Linked DNA regions of Mus musculus: regions 2, 3, 4 and 5 are each linked to region 1. The links are chromatin contacts, called in public promoter capture Hi-C maps. All regions are on one chromosome and are shown on one strand. The core of a region is the stretch at or near the end of the contact, and the rest is flanking DNA. Distances in the headings are between cores, read along the strand shown. Region 1 holds the start of Rab12 (RAB12, member RAS oncogene family). Region 2 holds the start of A930029G22Rik (a long non-coding RNA gene). Region 3 holds the start of C030034I22Rik (RIKEN cDNA C030034I22 gene). Region 4 holds the start of Epb41l3 (erythrocyte membrane protein band 4.1 like 3). Region 5 holds the start of Pja2 (praja ring finger ubiquitin ligase 2).

The links. Promoter capture Hi-C pulls out the DNA fragments that hold promoters and counts their contacts.
Region 2: a contact with region 1 is called in a promoter capture Hi-C map of liver, with 4 times the contacts expected there. The contact joins the promoter of A930029G22Rik here to the promoter of Rab12 in region 1.
Region 3: a promoter capture Hi-C map of pre-B cells shows a contact between it and region 1, with 3 times the contacts expected there. The contact joins the promoter of C030034I22Rik here to the promoter of Rab12 in region 1. A contact is called at or near these places in 5 of 39 promoter capture datasets (the 3T3-L1 cell line, the C10 cell line, hippocampal neurons and 2 more), 1 of 484 Hi-C or Micro-C datasets (CD4 T cells), 4 of 115 datasets of contacts at active chromatin or transcription factors (the SCID.adh cell line, bone marrow-derived dendritic cells, large pre-B cells and 1 more) and 2 of 9 other capture datasets (adipose tissue and liver).
Region 4: a contact with region 1 is called in a promoter capture Hi-C map of the 3T3-L1 cell line, with 4 times the contacts expected there. The contact joins the promoter of Epb41l3 here to the promoter of Rab12 in region 1. A contact is called at or near these places in 2 of 39 promoter capture datasets (the 3T3-L1 cell line and hippocampal neurons) and 1 of 115 datasets of contacts at active chromatin or transcription factors (astrocytes).
Region 5: a promoter capture Hi-C map of pre-B cells shows a contact between it and region 1, with 6 times the contacts expected there. The contact joins the promoter of Pja2 here to the promoter of Rab12 in region 1. A contact is called at or near these places in 1 of 39 promoter capture datasets (pre-B cells), 1 of 484 Hi-C or Micro-C datasets (CD4 T cells), 1 of 115 datasets of contacts at active chromatin or transcription factors (astrocytes) and 1 of 9 other capture datasets (liver).

What each region holds. Positions count from the first base shown.
Region 1 is chr17:66,518,142-66,521,144 of GRCm38.p6, forward strand. Rab12 (RAB12, member RAS oncogene family) reads right to left here and starts at 1,529. Exons shown (of 6, transcript NM_024448.2): 1 at 1,207-1,529. The coding sequence starts at 1,429. It overlaps Gm41608 (a long non-coding RNA gene), which reads left to right. Exons shown (of 3, transcript XR_876914.3): 1 at 1-804.
Region 2 is chr17:69,438,822-69,441,824 of GRCm38.p6, forward strand. It overlaps A930029G22Rik (a long non-coding RNA gene), which reads right to left and starts at 1,419. Exons shown (of 2, transcript XR_003952217.1): 1 at 356-1,419. It overlaps Akain1 (A kinase (PRKA) anchor inhibitor 1), which reads left to right and starts at 505. Exons shown (of 2, transcript NM_001145192.1): 1 at 505-720. The coding sequence starts at 705.
Region 3 is chr17:69,415,023-69,418,025 of GRCm38.p6, forward strand. C030034I22Rik (RIKEN cDNA C030034I22 gene) reads left to right here and starts at 1,425. Exons shown (of 1, transcript NR_026848.1): 1 at 1,425-3,003.
Region 4 is chr17:69,157,774-69,160,776 of GRCm38.p6, forward strand. Epb41l3 (erythrocyte membrane protein band 4.1 like 3) reads left to right here and starts at 1,583. Exons shown (of 23, transcript NM_001355734.1): 1 at 1,583-2,268.
Region 5 is chr17:64,330,259-64,333,261 of GRCm38.p6, forward strand. Pja2 (praja ring finger ubiquitin ligase 2) reads right to left here and starts at 1,625. Exons shown (of 10, transcript NM_001025309.1): 1 at 1,538-1,625.

The DNA of each region.
Region 1 (3,003 bases), core at 279-2,778:
GTACTTAGAACCGTGGTAGTTTTGTTACCCGGCAACTTACCAATTACGACCTAAAGAGAGTCCCTGAAATTCTCTACAGAATTCTCATCTCAAAACGGGAACCATCAATGGTTACAACGGAAAATATGTGCACCAGTGTTTAGCTTTTCAAACCTCCAAGCTGAGATTTTGTTTGTTTTGAGACAGGGTCTCTCTGCATAGCCCTGGCTGTCCTGGAACTCACTGTGTAGACAGACCAGGCTGGCCTCGAAATCAGAGATCCACCTTCCTCTCCTTGGGGCTAGGATTCAGGGAGAACGCTAGATTTTTTGTCACTCTGTCCAGTCCCTCCTGCTCACCCCCTTTTTCTATAAGCCACCCCAAATGAGAGTTTTCCAGGTAGCTTTTCCATGGTCACAACTGTTTCCCATAACCCCAACAAACCTCTATGTCAAGCCCTGTCAATCCAGTGTCACTAAAAACATTCCCTTGCAGTTTCAAACCCAGATCCCGAGGAAGGTAACAGGAGCGTTACCTATGGATTTCCCGGTAATTCACCGACCTCGGGTGGGTGCCGGGAAATCGCCCTTACTTTGCCCGCCTATCCACCCGGTTATTTGAGGTCAAGGATAAACACAGCTGAAATCCCTTTGCCCTACATTTGTGCACAGAACAAGAAAGAAACCCGAGTGTAGCTTTAGCGCGAACTGTCTCTGCAACAAACTTCTTTTCTGTAAACCACGAAAATAGACAGAAAATGAGAAAGCAAACCTTGGTCCATCCCTCCAGCCTGCAAAGCTGCGAGGTCCGGACCCATTTAAGATGGTGAGTAACCCCGGGGCACTGCACTGGTGGGTGGCCTTCAGCTCTACTTTCGGTTCACAAAGCCGTTTTCCTGGGTGAGCAGGAGTAACGGACCGGGAGTTTCCGCGGATGCATCACCCGGACCTCATGACTGGTGAAGGCTCCGGGAGGGAATGTTTGGGCTTCGGGGGTCCGACACCCGCGGAAAGGCCACGGAAAAGCTCGGTCTGGCCACAAGAGAGGGTCGGGCTTCCACGGAGACCTGGGCTGTGCGCGGCTCGGATGCCAGATGTGCCCACGGCGGGTATGCCCGGGCATCCGTAGGATGATTCGTTGAGGCCCTGGGAGAGGGTCAGAGCTTCCATGGGGACAGGGACCGGGCCCCGACCTCCCCCAGGCCCACCCGCCACAGGCCCGGCGTACCCACGGTGGACTTGCAGGCCTCGCAGAACGTGTCGTCGGTGAAGCGCTCCATCAGGCTGGTCTTGCCCACGCCGCGGGAGCCGATGATGATGACCTGCAGCTTGAAGTCGGCCGGCCTGGGGGGCTGCTTCCTCCGGCGGGCCTGGCCGCCCGACAGCGCCGGGGAGACCGCGCCCAGGCTGCCGCCCGCGGGCCGCCGGTGCAGCGCGGCGCTGGGATCCATGCACGCATACGGCTCGCGCTCGGGCCGCCGTCCGCGCGCCCCGGGCCCCCGCGCACCCTCCACCCGCTCCGCGCTACCGCCGCCGCCGCCGCCGCCGGGAGTAGAGGAAGGGAAGCAGCTTCTCCGCAGCAGCGGTAGCAGCATCCCGGACCGGGAGGGGCAGGAAGCGCAGGCGCGGCGCCACGCGGGACTGGAGCCCGCCCCCTGTCGGTCGGAGGACCGAGCCGTGCGCTCCGCTCCGTGGGGTGTATGTTATGTGTGGGTCGCTCTCCGTCACCCCTGTTCCCTCGGCCCTCCCCACTCGGCGCACTTTCACTCGTGGTTTATCCTCATCGTGCACCGTTCCCAAGAACCACACACTTCTTTTTAGCAGCCCGTCCCAAACGTGTCTCAAAGTGCATATAGCCTGTGATCATCTTCCAGAATTTAGGGTGTTTGGGTGCTGGGGGTCTCGGTCTGGCCCACGCGGGGTTAGGGTGTGAACGCCACTTTGGAGGAAGCCCACGTACCCTGGCAGGGCCGCACCTCTGCGTGCACTTTTCCTGTGGGGCCCCGAGGAATCAGCTATCTTAAATGGATCTTAAAAGTCTTCCTCAGACTTACAGTTCGTAAAATTCAGTGAGTGACATGCACCTTAGGGGAAGCCAGCAGGTAAAAACTCAGATGACAAGCGACCTAAACTCCGAAGGTTTAGGTACTGACTTGGGTGTGTTATTTTGCCATTTCTACTTGAAAGTATTTACGGCTACAGAAGCTTGCCAGGGATTTATTTAGCAAATTCCTTTGCGTGAACTTGAGCACCTCGGAACACAGGGTTCTAAACATGATAGGAGCTGGCATGCTTGCGAAGAATGATCACATTACTCACCAAATTTCAGCCGTATTTAGAGCTAAGTTTACTAATACATAGCGCATGCGTTTGTTTTGCCATGGATGCACAGTTGAAGAAATCACATTATTTTGCAAAAGTAATCCCAATTGGATTTTTAAAAATGTTATAGCCTATTCTAAATTATCGTTCTTTTTTTCTTGGCGGTACTGGGGATGGAACCTAGAGGCTCACATGGGAATGAATGAAAAGACTCTTTTCATCTATCACTGTTGCAAAAACGTCAATACAAAAGAACAACAAAACAATAAGCCATACACCCTGTTGCAGACTCCAAAGGATGATATAAATGCAAGGTATTCAACTGTTCCTAGTAGGCAGGTGACTCTGCATAACTTGTAAGGTTAAAGACCCTGGCATCCAAAATAGTATCTCTTCCCCCATAGGCAGGTCTATAATGTACCAGAATAGTGGATGTCTTAAATGGGGGAGTTTGGAAAGAAATCCACAGGACTCGGGTTCCATGCTTGTTTGCGTCTTTAAGCCAATTATCAAGGTTACTCCAGGATGCTTCAGCACTTTGGCACATACCAGAAAGCCAGTATTACAGGGACGAATGAATGAATGAATGTGAACAAAGTCATCACAGATAACTATATAAAGAAAGGTGGCTGACTTTGTGCTCGTTCTTAAGCCCCAGACTGTGTAATAAAAGGGGTGCTCTCATATCCTGCCTTACAATTAT
Region 2 (3,003 bases), core at 169-2,668, 2.9 Mb after region 1:
CTGCAAATGTGGGAGTTGACCCAGTGGTCACGGGGAACAGGACCCGCGAGCAGCGCCCTTGTCATGCATGCATTGCAAGGTCATCCTGTTTTTCTCTTTTAGCTCTCTTGCTGACATTGAGAGGCCTGGGGCAGCCAGAGAAGTCGTGAACAGCAAAGACGGGTTAACTTGGTGGTTCCTCCCTCTGTTCAGAGACAGCCACACTCCAAGAACTCAGCCTCTGGAGTAAAGTCTAGTGCGATGTGGGGAAAGGGACAAACTCATCTTAAATGTCAGCCCGGCATCCCTGGGGGTGAGTGACAGCAGGTAGTTAGAAGCAATTAGTTGTGCGCCTGCCGGGAAACCGGGCAATTACCTTTCTGTCTGGCTTCCCCTTCCGTCCTTCCTGCTTCGGTGGAAGCGGTAGAAGCGCCCTGCTCCTTCGGCGGTGAATCGCCAAGCTGGCGCGGGGACCGAGGAGGAGCTGAGCCGGGTTGCCTCTCCTCCTCCCGCCGGCGGAGCGGTGCATTGTGGAGGCAGCGCGCGCCCAGCGCTGAGCCGCGGCCCGGGACCGCGCGCAGGGAGCTGTCCGAGGTGCTGACCGTCCCGCCCGCACCCTGCGCGCCCGTCTGCTCCCGGCCCCGCGGTTCCCCGGTCCCCCGTCGGCTCCCGCCCTCTGTCTGTCCACCTCTAGAAACCCAAGGGTGTAGCGGCTGAAGGAAGTCATGGTGTTCGCTCCAGGTACTCTTTTATCTTCTTTTTCCGCAGACGTCCAGGCGGGGAGCGGGGCGGGAGGCGAACGCACCCGGAGGGAAGGCCTTTAAGACGACGGGGGTCCCTATGCGTGCTTTGGAGTTGCAGTGGCCCGGGGGGTGGAGACCGCCGGGTCGCCCCTCTCCCACACCCGCCTCATCTGCAACCCCAACCTTTCCGTCTCACAGTCCCGCCTGAATCCCGGCACCCGGAGTGAGCACCGACACCTTGGCAAGTGGCCCACTCGCCAGCATCGGACCTGCGCGGGTGTGCGGGCGGGGAGTGGGGAGAAGGATACAGGGCTTGGGGCTCCTTCTGTGGGAGTCTCTGTCGCCGCCTCTCCTCCCCTTCCTTAGAAGTGGCAAAGTGCCCTGCTTCCTTCCTCCGGGCCTCCAGAGGAGGTCGAAGGCAGGGGAGCGGGGCGAGGGGAAGAGGAGCGCTAGCCCTATGGATTTGGATCTGAAACTCTGTCGGGACTGCAGCAGGAGAGAGGCTACTGCGGCGCCGCGGGCGCTTGCAGCGTCTTCTGCTGGCAGGTGGCGAAGGACCTTCGTCCTTTTGCTGCGATTGGAGGCTACAAGTTGAAGAGTCAAATTTATCTGAGGTTGGCGGGTTTATCAGTCTCTCTCCTCTCTCTCTCTCTCTCTCCCTCTCCCCCCCCTCTCTCTCTCTCTTTCTCTCTCTCTCTCTCTCTCTCTCTCTCTGTGCACGCGCACGCGCGTTCAGGTGCTTCTGCTAGGGCCTCGACCTAGGTGTGTGTGTGTGTGTGTGTGTGTGTGTGTGTGTGTGTGTGGTGGGCTGAATGAAGCGTGGACCCGTTTATAGTTAACATTTCTACGTCCAAAGTTTCTCTCTCTCTCTCTCTCTCTCTGGTTTTTCTCTTTCATCTTTCTAACCTTCTTTTTCAGTTTGCCTGCCCTGACTCCCTCTCGCAGTTCCCCTTCTTGTTTTTGTTTGTTTTGGCTGTACTTCTTTTTAGGGGCAGTGTACAGCAGGTAGTAGGAAACACATAGCATCACTCTGTCAGCTTTGGGGGTCTTTAATTTGAGAAACAGGTTTGAAAATGTCCTGGGCAGGGGAACAGACATTGGAGAAGAAAAAGAAAGCATTTCTAAAAGGAAAGAATTGGGTCTGGTTTTTACATTTTTTCACTGAAAGAAGAGGAAGCTCTCCACCTGTCAATGACCAGTGACAGTCCCTGAGTCCCCGAGAGGTTAGCTAAGGAGACAGGATCCACAAGTGCACATGTGCCTTAGAGCAGTGGTTCTCAACCTGTGGGTCTCGATCCCTTGGGTTGAACGACACTTTCACAGAGGTTGCATATCAGATGGTATTTACATTACTATTCACAACAGCAGTAAAAATAAAGTTATAAAGTAGCAACAAAAATAATTTTATGGTTGGGAGTCACCACATAAGGAACGGCAACAAAGGGTTACAGCATTAGGAAGGTTGGAAACCCTTGCCTTAGACTAGGAATGTCGCTCTCCTTCCAAAACAGATAACTTAAGGGAAATGAGGTGGAGGTCCAGTCTGTGTCGGTCAGTCAGCGCAAGGTCAGAGAGTCAGAAAGCAGCAGGTCTCAGTCAGAACAGCTCTTGTCTCCCTCTGACTCAGTCGCCCTGTGGTGTGAGCAATGTTACCGCTTCCTGGGGGGCGGAGCTGAGGTTCTTTGGAGTTAGACTCCGCCTCTTTAAGTCCTCAGAGCCATTCCTCTGAGGAGACACACCCCAGCTACAGAGGTGCGAGGTGGAGCAGTGTCTAGTGCTATGTTGTGGGATGTTGTTATCTATTCAATTTTCCTACGAATGAAGGGGTGGAGGCAGTGTAATGAACTTAGACTCCTTCTGGAGGGGCAGGCGGTCTGGATTTAAGCAGCTCAGAATTTCAACAGATGTTGTTGCCATCTAACCTTCAAGTTTGTGTAGTTCCTGTTTATCGCAGTGGAGGAAAATAGTGATGATTCACATCTGCCAAAAATAAAAAATAAAAAAATAAAAAAATTAAAATTTCAGAAATTGACCTGGGTATGACAGGCACAGAAACCCGCGAAGTGAGTCACCCCTCCCCTAATTTTGAGTTTCTTGAAAATCATAAGCATTTGGGGGCTAAAGATACTGTCAGCGCACCATTGTGCTTACTCTCCTCATATGTGTGGTTACATCCTTCTGAAAGAAAACCGTAACGGTGATTATTTTAATCTCGGCTAGAATTTCATTATTGTATTCTCATTTCTAGTCTATTACTCTTCCAGATCACTCCAAACTGGAA
Region 3 (3,003 bases), core at 175-2,674, 2.9 Mb after region 1:
GCAAGTCAGTATAGACATTCTTGTTAAGCTTACTTCATCTCAGTCATTATGTGCACAGGAGGGTGCAAGGATGCCTAGCACACCTCAGTAGTTTTACATACTTTGACCAAAGAGTGTGGACGTCGTGAGAGAGACCCAGGTAGCACTGCAGTTAGGCAGATCTGGGACTGGCTGCTCATGTGTGCTTGGCAGTGGCACCTATCACCCCAGCTCCCATTCTGATACCTATTTGCAGTTCCCTGAACACGAACATTTTAATTCCTCTGGACCTTTTCAACTGCTATCCTTTTGCCTATAGACCAATAATTCCCCCCCCTCACTTTATTCCTGCTGATCCGTTGGATAAACTGTCCTAGGACGCTACCCTGACTCCAACAGCTGGAATAGGCACACCTTTACACTTCCAACACTCTCCCAACTGAAGCAAAATTGCACTGAAGAGTTTCTCCCTCTTCTAGTCATGAACTCCAGGCAGCATTGCCTTTCCCATAGCTCCTCCCCCTGGTGCCTCTCAGTCTGTGCCATACACTTGTCCAACTACAGTTGGACATCAAATAACAATGTGGGCTTTGCCATGCTCTGGAGACTTTTGTATTTTCTTTCCAAGACTCACTACTGATTTGGAAAGCATAAAGGGAGTGTTCAACTTTATAGACTATGAGGAGGGGCAGGTGATAGAATCCAAGTTCAGTAAGGCAAACATTTAAAGAGTCTTTGAGAAACCATGAGGGCAGGCTCAAAGAACTAGAGAGAAATCTAATGCTCTGATTTAATCTTATATTGTACAATAGATCTCTAAGTGTGGCCTCAACTATTGCTGGAAAAATACAAATACAAGTATCTTTCCAATCAGCCTGCTGAGAGAGGTTTCAGTTCTCTTTCTATTGAATAAGCATTATGCTTGGATGCTATATGTGTAACTGGACATCTGCTGAGGTGACTCGCCCAAAGGCTAAGTTGATGGAATCCATTATATACATACTCTCAATGGAACTAGTTTTTCAGTAAAAGAACTTGACACCACTAGCTACACGGAGGCCATCCTAAATGCACCAGGCAATTTCAGTACCCACAAATTTGCTCCCTATTCAAAGTAAAAAGCAAACATCCAATCTCTCTACTGGGGGTAGATTTAGCCTGGAGCCAAGTATTCACTGAGGTAGACAATGTTCCAGAAAGCTGGGAGACAGAAGTGATAGTTTCATGATAAAATTTTATTGAGATGGCTTCCAGGCCAAGGGGGAATCCATTCTTGGTTTGTAAAAGTGTTGAGAAACTGACTTAGCCCTCAGAAGAATGCACATGAATTGCAGAGAAACACAGGAAGTGGTGCAAAGATAAAGGCCTTCAACAAGAGCTGCAATTTTCTTGGAGTATACAAAGAATGAGTTTAAACAAACTTTTTTTTTTTAACTTTTTTTCCTCTTTTCTTTTTTTCTTAAAGATCTTTATAAGCAGAGAAAAACTGCCAGAAAACAGTGAAAGGAGCACAAAATCAGAATAGGGTTGGGGGGACTGCAAAAGCCAATGGTGGTGCTAGCAAGAAGCAATTAGTTTTAGTTTAAGGGAACAAGGCAAGTGGACACAGCTCAGATGGGGTGCTCCACTCATTAGCTCTTTTTTTTTTTTCCTTTTCTCATGAAACGTTATATTCACAATTTTCAGCAGGAAACACCCAACTCGCCCAAGCTGTGTTTCCTGTGTTTTCTAAACGGTATAATACGTTATTACAAAAGAAACAATCCAAACAGCCCTGTGGAGGGGTGAGAAGTAAAGAATAGTTTTATACTTAACCAGACACCAGATTATGAGGTCAAGTCATACAGCATCGTGAGAGATACAAGGAAAAACTGAAAGTGAACGCTTTCTGCCTGAACTTCTCGATCCAAAAAACAACCTTTGAGAAGAGGATGAACCAGAATGTGTAAAACTAAGTAATTCCGGGAGGAAACCCTAAGATGACCTGAGATATTCAGTCCAAGAGGGTGGGTGACACCATTTCAAAGCCAGTCTAAGAAAGGGTGGTTGAGATGCCTCTGGCAAACCCTTTCAACTTCTGAAGGTCCCAGCGCCAAGCGACAAGGGCCCTGGGCAGAGCCAAGGGAGAGCTTGACACAGACGGCCGCGGTCACAGGGCTGGAGAGTTAGGCCCCGGGTCGTGTGGTCTGGCGGATTCTATCCATTTCCGCCCAGGACGGTAAGAAACCCCAGAGACCGAGCCGTGGCGGAGCAGTTGGTCCCCGGTGCAGGAATTCGCTGTCCTCCCAGCACAGTGCACGGCTGGGAACCCGATCAGCCCGCGTGTCAGCTTGGGGCGGAGCCAAGCCTGGTCACCACCGGAAGTGCGTCACTAGAGCGGGCCGGGAGCGCAGGCCGAACCCGGAAGCAGGCCTGGCGTAGGCTGGAGCTTGGGGGAGGCGCCGGGTCTCTGAGATTTAGTGACCGAACTGCCCGCGCGGAGAGGACTGGCGGCGGAGAACTGCAGCAAGAGCAGGAAACCCACGGGACCGCGGACGTGCGCGAGGCTCGAGGCCGTGCTGCACCGAGGGGCTCGACTCGTGGCGCCGAGCGGTCACTTCCGGCCTGCGGGGGGTACTTTTTAAAGGGATAGCGGGTATTTCCGAAGCCACGGGGGCATCGCCACGCCGCGGTGTCGCCGCTGGGGCCGGGGCTTCTGTGGGTTCTAATGATTCTGCCGTACGTGCTTTGCCCTAATTGTCAACTGTTTTGTCAAGTCCGCGTTGGCTCCAAGAGAGACCTTCCCTGACGTTTTCAGTGCCCGCGGAGTGGACAGCCCCGGCGGAGCATCTGACCGCCCGCTCCCCGGCTCCCGCTGCAGCTGTCATTCACGTCGATGATGCTGTTTTCCTTAGAGATCCGAGTGTACAAATGGACTGATGCTGCAAAGTCCGTGGGTGGGGTTGGGGTGGGGAGAGTACTTCTGCCTGCCAGGTCTTCAGAGATGGGTTTACACTTCGATGAGTAGCGCTGACAAGCCACGTC
Region 4 (3,003 bases), core at 333-2,832, 2.6 Mb after region 1:
GTTTTCTTGGGGGTCGGGGGGGGGGGGCGATTTACCTTCCCGTCTTTGCAGACCAGGGTTCAAGTTGGGAAGAGTGCTACAGAACAAATCGAATGATAAAGGGAACATGTGGTATTAATTAAGCATGGAGGCTGGGCAGTCCTGAGAGGGCCAGGCAATCCTGCTAATAACGCAATGCTTCCATTACGTGTTTAAGTTGGCGTTTCAGCTTTTTTACATTACTTTATGGAATTGCTTTTGCAGACATCCTTGGCTGGGGTTTTCAGGGGCCCGTTTGGGGATCTGTGGGGCGGTCGGATGTTCTGGGGGTTACTCTTGGTAGCATAACTTAACCAAGTAAAGGACTCATCAAATCCGGCGATCAAAAGAAATTTCTTTTTTGCGCCTTACACTGCCTTTTAAAGCCCCCATGAATCAAAAATGATGGAACTCCACGTATATCCGGAGGCCATGAATGCAGCACCGTTAGAGTTAAGTGGGGCTTTGAAGGAGTGAACCTGCGGAGGAGGAGGAGGAGGAGGAGGAGGAGGAGGAGGAGGAGGAGGAGGAGGAGGAGGAGGAGGAGGAGGAGGAGGAGGGATTTGATGATCCTTATTGACTCTGCTCAGTGCTTTTACCGCTGTCTTTGAATTGCATGGTCATTGTGGCATCAACTTTTTAAACCTTTGTTTGGAGTAACAAAGTTATCGTGAGAGGAAATAATTTCCAAATTGAAGAAGCATGCCTCTCCTTTGTTAGTTTCCAAAACCCCGATGGAATAAGCTGAAGGCTGTGAGTATTGAATTATTTACACTATGATTATTCCAATGGTCTAGAAAAAAAGCTAGATAATTAGAAGCACAAGCCACTGCATGAACTGATCTCGCGCACAGCAAGTTCTTGCAAAAACAGAGCATGTGTTTCGAGAGGTTTGATCGGAAACCAGAAGAGTGGCCTCTGTCGCTTGTAAACACCTTTAGGCCGAGGATTGTAGAGCTAGGGGGCAAAGGCCATTGTCCCAATGACATACTTACATCTAATTTTTTAGAGAATTTCCTTAGGCATAAATATGGTTTAGAGAGTGCGTTCGCCAATCCCCGTTGGGTCCTTGGACCAAGGCCAACTTTGATTTCTGTGGAAATACAAGATTCAGGTTTACTTCTCTGACTGGATCTGGGGTGTGTGTGTGTGTTGCTTTTTTAAAAATCCAAAGGCAGGGTTGGAAGAGATGACTCAGTGCTTAAGAGCATTGACTGCTCTTTAGAAGACTCTGGTTTGATTCCCAGCACTCACATGGCAGTTCACAACCATCCATTCCTCCAGTTCCAGAGGACCCAACATCTTCACTGAGACACGCATGCAGGCAAAACAACAATGCACATAAAGTAATCACAAATAAATGATAAGGTTTCTAAGTCCAATGGCCAAGCCACTAAGGGTGCACTGAGGTAGGAGTGAGGTGACAACCTGTGACCTCAGAGAGCTGTTGATGCTGTCCTTTCAGGCTAGTGTGGAGGGATTGGCTCATCAGTGCTTTCTTCGCTTGTAGGATGCACAGCCATCTTTTTTTTTTTTTTTTTTTTTTTTTGGATTGGATATTTTCTTTATTTACATTTCAAATGGTTGCCCCTTTCCAGGTCTCCCCTTAGGGAGCCCCCTATCCCCTACCTTGGACCCCTGCCTCTATGAGGGTGCTCCCCCACCTACCCACTCACTCCTGTCCTCCCACCCTGGCATTCCCATACACTGAGGGGAATTCTACAATGGATAGGTGGGAATCGGCGATTTCCATGGCAGTGAAAGTTGACTCCAAGAGTAGCCTGGGAAATCTTTCCTTTCGGGTGAGAATTCAAGTATAGCGAAGAGAATTTTCTTAAGTAGAGTACTCTGGTTGTCCTTCATAATTCTGTCCTCACAGTCTTTTCTGAATTCCACTCCCCTCTGAGTGTGAGCTTTATGATGGAGTATAAACTCCCCACTGAGAGCCACGAATCAAGTTCACCTTCAGCACCCCGTCCTTTCAGAAGGCTCACCACTAGTTGCTCATTTGATGGGAATTCATCAGACACTCAGGGCCCTTTGAAGGGCTCCACTGCTATTGCATTTGTCCTGGCTATAAAGGATTATGTCCCCAGAAACAGGGCCCGGACAGTGACATCATTGCTGGGCTGGGGCTATGACATCACTATGGCTCAGAGGAAAACAGGGTGGGGCAGGCAGAAGCATTGGAGTCCCATCGAAGCCTGCAGAAGCCTTTCATGAGGCTTTCACCGTGAACAGCACAACAAGGTATCGTATGGATGTGAAGTGGTAAAAATCTTCGAATATTTCTGTCCCATAAGAAAATACTGTGGGGTTCAGCAAGTCAGGCTTTTAAATTTATTAAGCCTGTAGTTGATCCTGTTTGCACTATTGTACTATTGCAATATCATGCGTAAATTTTTTTCATTTTTAGGTTATTAGTGCCATCTTTAAAATATCTCGTATCTTTTATACTTTCTGAGTTGGCAATGCTGTTTTGTGGTTTGACGCAATGTGCTTGCTGTTCACAACTGGGGAAAAATAGAAAAGCTAGAGGTGTCACAGGTGTAGGAGCTATCTGCCATGATCTGTGGGTAATTAGTTTCCATTCTAACTTTGCTTTATTTGCTGATATTATTTTGTAATTTGACATTTTAATCCTTGGAGAATTCTAGTGTGGAGACATGTCTGGTCCAAATTAGCATCTAACAGGGGGTCAGAGGACGCTCAGGTCCCGAGTGCTCCTATACTCTACGTACCTCATAGCCTATAAAGTATATTAGCTGCTTTTTATGAACTTAGTGTGATCTCATCAGGGCAGAGGGAAGAGCCACGCATCAGTCTCGGGTGTCTTCTGTCTGGGTCTTTGCAAAGATGACTGCCATGATTTCACCTTGATGAGGTAGCACTGTAGGAAGTCGGGGTGGTTCCTACTCAAAGGTTCGGCTATTCCAGGACACGTTCCTGAAGCAGAGAGAAGAAAAGGACTTGAGAACAGTGGAG
Region 5 (3,003 bases), core at 375-2,874, 2.2 Mb before region 1:
CTGCAACTGTACGTCTGGATCTGTGCTCCAGAAATGATCACACAGGTTTTTCCCCCTTATTAAAACAGTGTCTGAGTCTTGGGATAGAGGCAATATACTAGAAGGCAAAGTGGGGGCTGCTCTTTTTACATTACAGTCTTCCACACCGTGAAATGTTCTAAAATAAACGATTCAGAGCTTACAGTTCAGCATCAATCAATCAATACGTGAGTTAGTTACCTTTAGTATAAAGCATAACTTTCAACTGCAAGCACTGAAACGGCTTTCAGTAGGAATACTTAATTAAAGTCCATCAAATTAAAGAAATAGGATGTACCCTTAGATAGAAAAAGTATTAGGGAGGCCTACATAAAACGGGAGTCTATGTCCAAGATATATAATTAGAAGAAGCAAGCTTTACACAAATGTGCTCAGCATAGCCCTCACCCCCATCCCTGAAGGAGACAACTCTGCATGTGTGTGTATCTTTCAAGATGCGTTTGTGAAAGCACTTGGAAAGATGACCACCAAACCGAAATACTGGTGGGGCACTGAAGGATGAAAATAGTCACATATTAGTATTTATTTAATACTTCTCTCTTTATACTGCTGAATTTTACACGGAGGGTGCATGTCTGTAATAGAAGAATAAAATTATTTCATATAAAAAGACATGAAATCCAGAAGACAATCACAAACATGTTACGTTTATTTCTGTTATTTTTTTACGTTCCTGTATACACTCATCAAATGACCTGTTAAGTCTTCAGCAATGACTGCCATCTTAAAAGAAATAATAGCAAATATTTCGTGATAAAAATAGAGTAAGGCCTCTTTAAAAAAAAAAAAAAGAATCGTATACTTGACAGAATGAGGATCGTCAAAGCAGTTGTCTATGTAGACATACAATTTTTTTTTTTGTTTTATTTTATTCAACTTGGTCTGGGCAGCTTTCAACTCACCATTTTTAATGTGCGCAAAAAATGATAAACCTGGAGGCATCTTGGGGTGGGGGTGGAGGTGCGGGTGGGGGCGGGGAGGGGAGCCCTGAAGGTGCCTCTGACAGGCGTGCTGGGGCCTAACGCTGACCAAGAAGACGGTAGGCCACTGGCACTGCCTGACAGGGTGCCTGGGCCTCGGTGACAATCGGGGAGGACGCAAATCCGGGAGGCAGGGATGGAAGGCGTGCCGTGCCGGGCCGGGCAGGGGCCCCGCAGGCCTAGTGCGCCACGGTCCTCCGCGGCGGGCCTGAGGGTGGGCGGCACTGGCGGGCCGCGAGGGGCAAGGCGCCGGGTCCTTGACCAGGGCACCAAGGACAGCAGACAGCCGGCGGGAGCGAGCGGGCGGCGGGCGCGGCGGCTCGGGCTAGAGCGCGGCCCCGGGCGGGATGGCCGGAGGCCTCTCAGTCGCCAACCCCACCCACCATGGCCGGCCACGGCTCGGTCCGTTCCTCGGAGACCCCCGAAGCCGAGGCGCCTGGGCAGCGGCTCCCTCACCCAGATCCGCTCTGACAGAATCAGCCAGAATGGAGAGAGAAAAAAATAAAAATTGCCCTCACCGAGATGTGCAGCGGCTCCAGAGCGAGAACAGCGCTCGATCCTCCACCCGCCACCACCGCCTTCTTCTCCGCCTCCGACTCCTCCCCCGCCGAACGCGCAGCGGCTGCAGCGGCGGCGGCGGCGGCGGCGGCGGAAGCAGAGGTGGTGACGGCGGCGGCGGCGGCGGCGCGTCCCGCCCCTTGCGCTGCGAAGGAGGCGGAGGAAGGGAGCGCTTTAGCCCCGCCCCCTGAGGGCGCAGCCAATAGACTTCACGGCCCTCTGCAGGGGGAAAAGCACGCATCCAATCGCAGTCCTAGAAGTAGGCCTACGTCATGGTTGGACGTGGCAGAAAAAGGGAAAATAACTGGGGCTGTCTCTCTGCCTGGCGCCTGCAAGCTCTCTCCCAGGCCCTTCGCGGATTGGCCGAGGAGAGTGGAGACGCGCTTGGCTCCGCCCCCTCTCTGGCCCTGCGCCCGCCCCTGCAGCACTGCGACGTTTGGGCGGGGGCGGGGCGCCGAGGCCCGATCCACTGTCAGGCCTTTTGTGGTTTGGCTGGGAGAAAAGGGCGGGGTCTCCCGAAGGGAAGGGGGTGTGGAGAGCTGAGCGCAGGACTGGCGCAGTTACACTTCTCCCTCCATTCCCGCATGCCCCCCAGCAAAATGGAGGTGCAGAATTCGGTTCCCAAGGCTGTGAGAAGTTACCCAGTATTTGCAATTTGAAGTACAAGAAAAGAAAATCCGAAACCAGTTGCAATTCTGATAGCAGCGAGGGAAAGAAACGTACGAAGAGCTTGTTTGCTGTGGTTCTCTGTGGTGCGTGGTACCCGCCCACCACTGGTCAGACCCTCGCCCTGCTCTCTGATTCTGTTTGTATAAAGCAGCTATAGGTGAGATGTAGATTTGGCCTGACCAGAGTTTAGCAGCTGACAGCTAAGTTATATCGGGTGTCAGGCTCGGAGTTATCAGCTCTCGTCTCATGCAACCAAAATAAATACAACAGCTGGAGTCCCTGGACACCTTGCTTAATTTAAACCCAGTCACAGTTTAAGTTCGTTATGTCAGTGATGCACATGTCCCCTTTTCTCATCCTGAAGCCTGCCTGCTTCTCTGATTACAGCCTAGCTCTCTTCTCTTAACTCCCCGCCCCCACCCCCAGCTTCATCACCCAGAGCTCAAAAGCCCAGGATATATTTATCACGTGGCCTCCCTACCCACACAGATTAAGAGCCCCACTTCTTGTGATGTCCTTTAGCTGTAAAATCTGCCAGTGAACTGAAACTACTTTTTCTACCATCGATGTAAAGAAATGATTCGACATTTCCCATAAAAACACGAGAAATTGCTAGACATTTTGTGAAACCAAGTTTAATTCCCAGAATACCCCAGTAGCATATATTTTACCCGCCCCCCAAATTACTCTTTTACATGTCTCCAAGTCCTTGCTCTCTTGAAAGAGAATGTATATTTTAACTAATTTTCCTTTAGAG